2 separate regions of the Zea mays genome follow, and region 2 is linked to region 1. Evidence: chromatin contacts called from public Hi-C data. All regions are on one chromosome and are shown on one strand. Each heading gives the region's core, a stretch centred on a gene start, on an enhancer-like site or on the middle of the called end of the contact. The rest is flanking DNA. Distances are from core to core; before and after follow the strand shown.

Region 1 (3,882 bases), core at 869-3,368:
ATGTTCTGCGTGAAGTAATGAATGCAAAATCTGCAGCAGAACTGTGGAAGAAATTAGAGAAGCTATATATATGACCAAGAGTCTTGCTAATAAGCTCCGTCTCAAAGAGCGCCTTTATACTATTCGTATGGCGGAAGGTACATCTATTCAGTCATATCTTAATAAAATTTAATTCAATTATTTTGGACCTTGAGAGCCTTGATGTGAAGATAGATGATGAAGATAAGATAATTTTGTTGGTAGTCTCATTGCCCCCTTCTTTTAAGCATTTTAAGAAAAATTATGCTTTATGGTAATCATACTTCACTGTCCTTTGAGAATGTTAAGTAAAATTTGTTCTGAACCCATAGGTGAAGGTTTAATTATTCGGGGATCTGGAGATCATAAATCCAACCTTTTATTGTCGTAATTGCAGAAAAAATACTCATCATATTTCTCAATACCCCAAGGTGAGAAATAAAGAGGAGAGAAATAAAAAAGAATTGGATAAGTCTTCTGTTGAAGCCATTTTTATTGAAACTTTGGATAGTGAAGAAGCTCTGTTTGTTACCTCAATTGAAAAATGCTCTTCTTGGGTTCTCGATTTCGCTTACATTTTTCATATTTGTTCGCATAGAGATTGGTTTTCTGATTATGTTCAGTCTCATGTTGGTGAGGTTGTTATTGGAGGTGGATCCACATGTGAGATTATTGGAATCAACTCTATTTATATCCAAGTTCATGATGGCAGTATTAAGAAACTTATCGATGTCCGCTTTGTTTCAGAATTGAAGAGAAATCTTATTTCTTTGAGCACTTTAGAAGCAATGAGATTCAATTTTGCTGCTATTGATGGTGTTGTTAAGGTTTCACGCGGCAACTGTATTATGTTGAAGGGCAACCGTTTGAATAATCTCAATTACTTGCAATGTTCAACAGTTGATGCTGAATCTGTTTTTATTGCGTTTCAAAAGAGAGGTTATTTTGATGATACGAAGCCGTGCTCCAGTTTCAAGTCTAATGATTTCTTAGACTTGGTTGATATTCAAATTTAGCATCCTAGTGGCGTTTGGGGAAACAGTTTTATAGATTTAGCGTCAAGGGGAAATTTGTTTGATAAGATCATGTGACACTATCTCTATCTCATTTGCCTATATAAATAGGTCCCCTTGTATCATGTACTCGAACAACATATAATATATCTATTTTTTCGTGGTTTTTTTCTCCTCCACATTGGAGGAGTTTTCCACATTAAACTCTGTGTCTCCTTTTCCCCACCTACGATCCTAACAGATTGGTTAGCTGGACAAGCACACCCACGCTTGCTTGCCCGATCCAGACTGACCGAAAACATGTATTTTTGGCGTATGAGTGGATGTAGCTAAAGAGACCTCAAAATGATTTGTTCTGTATTTACTCGTATAACTCATGCTCTAGATATATAGGGACCAAACAAATGCTTAGATAAAGTCAATGCACGCGGTGACGCAGGACGAGACGATGCGGCCAACTTATATGTTCTTGGCTGTCTGTGTCCATGTCGTCGCCTTTTATTACGACGACGACGGCGGCACAAGATGGACGTAGCAGATATCGCACTGCTGTGTTTTCAGATGTTGATGAGTGTGCCGCCGTCAATGTTCCACGGCCATGCCCTGTCCAATGCACCAACATACCTTGCCCAAAATGCTAGTCTACGAGTGCGTTCCCAACGGCACCCTGATCGCGCTTGAGTCTTCTGCTCTTTAAGCTTACCTTCATTCATGGGCTTCACCTCCAACAATCCTTCATCGTGCTGTCAAATCTTCTAATACAACTCTTCGTCTCCTCGATGAGAAAGAACTATGCTGCGATGGTATCAGACTTTGCGGCCTCCATACTGGCAGGCACCGACTGGGACTGGCAGTGGCAGGTCCTCAGTTCACGACTCTTGAGTCTGAGCACACGCATACTTGCCAGCTGACGGATAAGAGTGACATGTACTATACAGCTTTGGTGTTGTTCTTCTAGAACATGACCCTGAACGAAGAGATGGAGCCTGTTCGGGCAATCGTCGCTCGGCAGCTTGGAGATTGTCCAGCACTCGGAAATTTCAGCATGTGCATGGAGACGAGGATTCTGCAAGGCCTGCTGCCTGCTGGAGTCTGGGAGTTAGATTCGGTCCAATCTCTACTACGCGGGCCGGCCCAAAAATAAACTGAGCAAGTGGAGGTTACGAACTTTTATTCAAGGCATACTCTTTTTTTAAACGAACCGGCAAGAGATCTACCCGTTATATTAAAAAGAAGGAGCCTAAAGTGGGCAGGTTTAAAATACAAAGACACCCCACAAAAACATGACCAAGCCGAAAAAACACAAACAAACAAGACTAATCTAAAAGGAGACTAGGAGAAAAACCAAGTTCAAACACACAAAACTAAAGAGATGCTAGAAGATTAGCCAGCTGGTTGGCTCCTGCACATATCCAGGCTGATACCTCAGATATAATAGATGCGAGAATCTGAGCACATATGGAGGATTTGTGGTCGAAAATCCTAGCATTTCTCACACACCAGACCATCCAATTCGCTAGAATTAAGAGGCTTCTCAAGCCCATCATGTTGCAACCTTATCTTGAGTTGTAGCTAGGGACGTCCACCATTGTAGGACATACTCATTGCGGTCCCAGTTACTTGGACTAAGGCCCTCCACCGCTGCCCGTACAGCCACCCCTCCCCAAATCCGCTTGGTTAAACGACACTCAACGAAGAGATGCAATCCTGACTTTAAAGTTTGCCCACATAATGCACAGGCAGCGTTGTGGGGCCAATCCCTCTTCGCAAGACGATCTGTTGTCCAAATTCTATTTTGGATGGCTAACCAATTGAAGAATTTATATTTCGGTGGCGCCCATACCTTCCAAATGATCCAGTTCATATTTGTAAGCTCAGAGCCGAGGAATTAGGCAAGGTCTGCTGATTTCGCCAAATACTGTCGATCTTCTGAGAGTTTCCAACTAATAGAGTCACAAATACCTGGTTGCAAGGATATTCTTTGCAAAATTGACCAAAGCCTACAGTACTCCCCAATGTGTTGCTTTGTCACCTCAACAGAAAATAGGTTGTGGTCCCTAATCCAAGTATGATTCGACACAGCGCCTCACTCAAAGATCTGTTCTTTCTTTGGGACACATTGAAAATGAGAGGCGCAATGTCCTTCAGTATTAACCCTTGCACCCACGCATCATTCCAAAAGGACACCTTTGTCCCGTCTCCCACCAAAATCGATGTCACTGCTGCGAAGAGCTGTCGATCTTTTGTCATGCAAGGGAGTTCCAAGGCCGTCTAGAGCCTAGTTGATGAAGCCCAATCTTGCCATAGCCAACGCAAACGCAAGGTCCTTGCAAATTTGGTTAAATGAAGGATACCCAAGCCTCCGCACTCTTTTGGCCTTGCGGAACGGAGCCAATTTACCTTGCATTTACCTCCCGTAATTTGTGCACACCCAGCCCAAAGGAATTTTTTCCTTCTCGAGACAATTAAATTCAATATTTCCTTAGGAGCCCGTAAAGCAGAGAGAAGGTAGATTGTTTGGGAGGTAATGACTGACTTAACTAAAGTTAGTCTACCAACCATAGAGAGGTTTTTCCCATTCCAGCCACTGAGCTTGTTCGAAATTTTGTCAATTAAGAACTGTAAGTCGCTCTTCTTCAGTCTGGATGATGAGAGCGGGAGGCCCAGGTATTTTAAGGGGAAGGTAGCCCTTCTGGCCGGCATATTCCTTAGGACCACGTTGAGATCAATACCTTGACAACAGATAGGCACAACTGTGGACTTATGGAAGTTTGTCAACAGCCCTGACGCCTCACCAAATAGCCCGAGCAGCTTTAGTATTGTCTCGACCTCCTCTTTTTTGGTGCAATAA
Region 2 (3,882 bases), core at 892-3,391, 210 kb after region 1:
GCGCCAGAGTCGTCCGCCTGGTGTGCCAAACTATAGAGCAACGCGCCAGCGCCCTTAGACCTGTGAGTGCTTTTAAAGTTATGATCTCTATCAAATCTCATACCCTAGGGTTTGGACAGTCAGCACCGAAATGCGAATTTGATTATGGATTCGTTCTCGTGGAAATTTGGTTAGGGATTTGTTCTTGTGGATGAGATCAGAACATACGATTAATTTATCGAATGAAATTTTGTGTTGTTTTTTTTCTGTAAGTTTCCAACCTTTTAAAGTTGGACATTTTATAGTCATGTATATCAAACCGTTTACTTAGTTTTAGTTTATTGCATATGAGAATTTTTGTATGCCTATCCATGTTTCAAATTCTGGCCGACACTTCTCTGTAGGGCCAAAGGGAAAAGGTGCTGATGGGCATGGGCCACAACAGGTCGTGCTTGCTATGCTGGGCTGGTGCCTACTTTTCCAGCTCCAACCTCTCCAAGAAACAACCTTTAGTTACTAAGGTTGCACAATACTTGTAAGGCCCATAAGCCCATCACGACGTCTGACTGCCAGTTTCAGCTTCTGGTGCATCACCGTTTTATGCAAACTGAATTTTCGTTTAGTTTGCAAAAGTTTAGGCGAGTCCTAACAGTAGCAGACGCAAGTGTTTCAACGAGACCATTCTTGTTGACACGAACACATTACACGTGGTGCAAAATTCCTTCTCTGCCTCCTTTCTGCCACCTTCGGCTAGAGCCCTGCATGGGGGCATGGATTTGTCCAAAAGCTGAGGGAAAAATGCCTCTTATCAAATTTGATGACAATTTCTAAGCAGAGTGGACGTTTCCCCCCCAATAGGAAAAACCATCAGTGGATCATAGAAAATCTCCTTCTCACCTATATGGCACAAGTTTCCCATGGTCATTGATATTATTTTATTACGTTACTTATAGTTCATGAACCGAATTACCTATGAGTCTCTTTTCTCCGTTCCAAAATGTGATATAGACTTTAACAAGTTATCCTAGGTAAAATTACCCTAAATTTAGCGAAATTTATAGAAATGAATAATACTGCTTATATGATATCAAATGAGCACCGCTAGATAAATTATGAAATGTGTCTTTAAAATTTACCCTTTGATGGTGTTAATATTCTTCTCTTTTTAAATTAAATTTGGAACAGTTTATAACTTAATAATTACTTCAAGTAGTACGAAGTCTCTTAGATTTCATGATTATTATAGCATGATTATAGCCCAATTTGCATCTTTTGTTTACATTATTACACGGTTAATGTACCAATGTGTCGGTCAATCTCCTGGCCCGCAGCGAAGTCACTCCATTCATTTACAACCAGGGCACTAGAGTACTAGACACTAGCAGCGTGTAGGATAATAAAGAGACATAAAAATCCCGTGCCGTTACATTTCAAATACTGATTTTTCCGTTCGTTTTTGAATTGTTCGTGAACAACTAGAAACGAGACGAAAACAATTTATCCAGTTTTTTATTATTTTTTGTATTTTTTTCGTTTTCGAGCCATGATGATACCGTTTTTTACTATTTTTATATAATATAAGATATATCTAGTATATATTTTATGCAAGTTACAGATTTTTGTTGTGTTTAAATAAATGAACAGGAGAAAAACAAAAGTTGTAATTACTCTAAATAATATAAATAATGAAGAAGAGTTGTTTGTGTAATTTAATATCGTAGAATTAGGCAACATGTCACTTTATTATGTATTTGTGGAAACTGTAAAATATTTGTCTTCATATTTTCGTTCCGTTAAAAAATGAAAACAAAATAAATTTCGCTGTTTTTCGACCGTTTTGCATCTTAGCAGCGTGGGTGCTTTTGGCATTCTGCCGGCGCCGTGGGTGCTGCGTAGCGTAGGCTCCCACTCGCCCGCCCACCATTCCGTTTCAACCGCTCATCCCACGCCGGAGAAACGGAATCGAATCGACCCGGCGAGCCAGACGGTAAAAATCCGGCCGCCTCATCCCACATTCCCACCGGCCACCGCTGGTCCTGGTCGTTTGGCTGTCTGGCTGGCCGTGCGCGCCCCCTATTCCGCTGCCCACGCCGCGCGAGATGCTGACGCGAGGGCCGAGGGAGGGATAAAGCGCGGCCAGGGTTCAGGGAGCCAGCCACAGGCCACAGCGCACAGCCAGTGCGGCAGGCCGCGCCGCAGCCGGAGCAAAAGGCAGCACCGAAAAGCCCCTTTCCCCCTCGGCCGCATGCCCGCATCCCACATCATGACGATGGCGACGCCGACCCGTCGCTGCGGCACTAGTGCCAGCGCCAGTGCCAGTGCTCACGCAGTGTCGCTGAACGGGCGGTGGAGTGCCAGTGCTCGCGCAGTCGCGCTGAACGGGCGGCCCACCGCCACTGAGTCTGAGACTCGGCAACTCCACTCCCGCCTCGCCCCCGCTTGCTTCTCCGACTTGTGCACCCCCACCGCGCGCGCCACCTTTCGCTTTCGCTTTCCCTTTTGCGCCCCGCATCGCACTTATCTGCTTCCTTGGGCGATTTGGACTGGACGGGGTCGAGTGGGGCGAGAAAAGGGAAGCAAGCTGGGAGAGAAGAATCACACCGGGCCGTGCCGATGGGTGTTTACGAGTAGCAGTTGTATCTCGTTGACCTCACCGCCTGCAGGGCACCAAGGAGGAGATGACTTCCCCGAAGCGGGCAGCAGGGCGGGAAGGGTGCGGATGCTTGGCCGCCGTCGCGCGGGGCCTCCGCGGGGCGTGCTTCCGGCCGGCGGTGACGGCGGACGGTGACGGCGGCGGCTCGGCCAAGGGCAGCCACGTTCACGACGCAGGTGGTGGATTCTTGTTATTCTCTTCTCCTTCCCCCCCAATATAAGTCTGCTTTCAGTCGGTTGGGTTGGTGGATGGTGATCGTTTGTTTGGTCTGAGAAAGATTTGATCCTTCCTGCTTGTTCGTTAGTGGCAAAAGAGTTGGTTTGGCGATTAGCATCTTCTGTGATATATGATTGATGATTTGGTGTGATGATCATATATGTGAATAGGAAGCTCTTTGCTTCTTTGACATGTACTTCTGTTCTGTTCCCAGCATTCTTTGATTGTATTCATTGGAGTTTATCATGAATTTGATCATAGCTAAAGAGCAAATTTAGACTGGCATGCAATGGTTATGAGGTAAATTAAGGGTCAAACTCCAGCGGTTGAACTTTATTTTCTTACGCTTCAGCCGTTGAACTGAAACTCTACTTAGATGTGAGTTGGCTGTTAGTCGCTCAACTTTTCAACAAGCCAAAAGTCATTCTTGGTGGTTTGGCTGATTAGATTGAACTAATACAACATTAGATGATGCATTCAACCTTGTCTTTTTCTCCTTTGCTAGATTACTTGGTGTCAATTCTGTAAACAACTTGCACTATTATTTACAAATTCACGCCAAACTATTTACATGCTCATCGATAAGAAGTAAAAGTCGTATGCTAATCTGATTTGTAAGAAATTCCCCTTCCGGTCTGCCAATAGTCTGTGCTCCTTATCTTTCAATCCAAATAGCTTTCTGTTATATATTGTAGCACATTTCAGTTGCTAACTGAGTTTTCAAATCATACGGAAACAACTGAAGCTGACATGGTAAAAGCTCTAAGAAAGTCTATGGTTCATTGGTTCCAGGAGCCAACTACATTTGACTGTGTTGCTTGCTGCTGTTATGTTATCATATTGCCTGAAAGTGACACCTCCACAAATGATTAACCTGGATAGCATAATAAAACATAATCATGATACTTCAAGTCAACTGGATAGGTTTGATCCTGTATTAAAAGCTGGGAATGACTATGTCAAGTACATAATACTTTGGATCAGTGCCTATCAACTTTATCTAAACATTTTGGATATGTTGGAGCCTAATAGTT

Evidence for each region. Hi-C and Micro-C count contacts between places; a contact is called where the count stands out from the background.
Region 2: a Hi-C map of leaf shows a contact between it and region 1, with 6 times the contacts expected there. The contact joins the promoter of LOC109942244 here to the enhancer-like site in region 1. A contact is called at or near these places in 4 of 25 Hi-C or Micro-C datasets (leaf and tassel).

The regions. Positions count from the first base shown.
Region 1 is chr9:17,328,758-17,332,639 of Zm-B73-REFERENCE-NAM-5.0, forward strand. No RefSeq gene overlaps it. Among protein-coding and RNA genes, the nearest start is that of LOC100272850, 24 kb to the left of the region's middle. Within about 2 kb of position 2,119, at least 12 of the 20 cell types and tissues checked have an H3K27ac peak or open chromatin away from gene starts, as enhancers often do. A contact at or near this core is called in leaf and tassel, where this site is marked.
Region 2 is chr9:17,538,499-17,542,380 of Zm-B73-REFERENCE-NAM-5.0, forward strand. LOC109942244 (receptor-like serine/threonine-protein kinase At3g01300) reads left to right here and starts at 2,142. Exons shown (of 7, transcript XM_020544068.3): 1 at 2,142-2,808. The coding sequence starts at 2,658.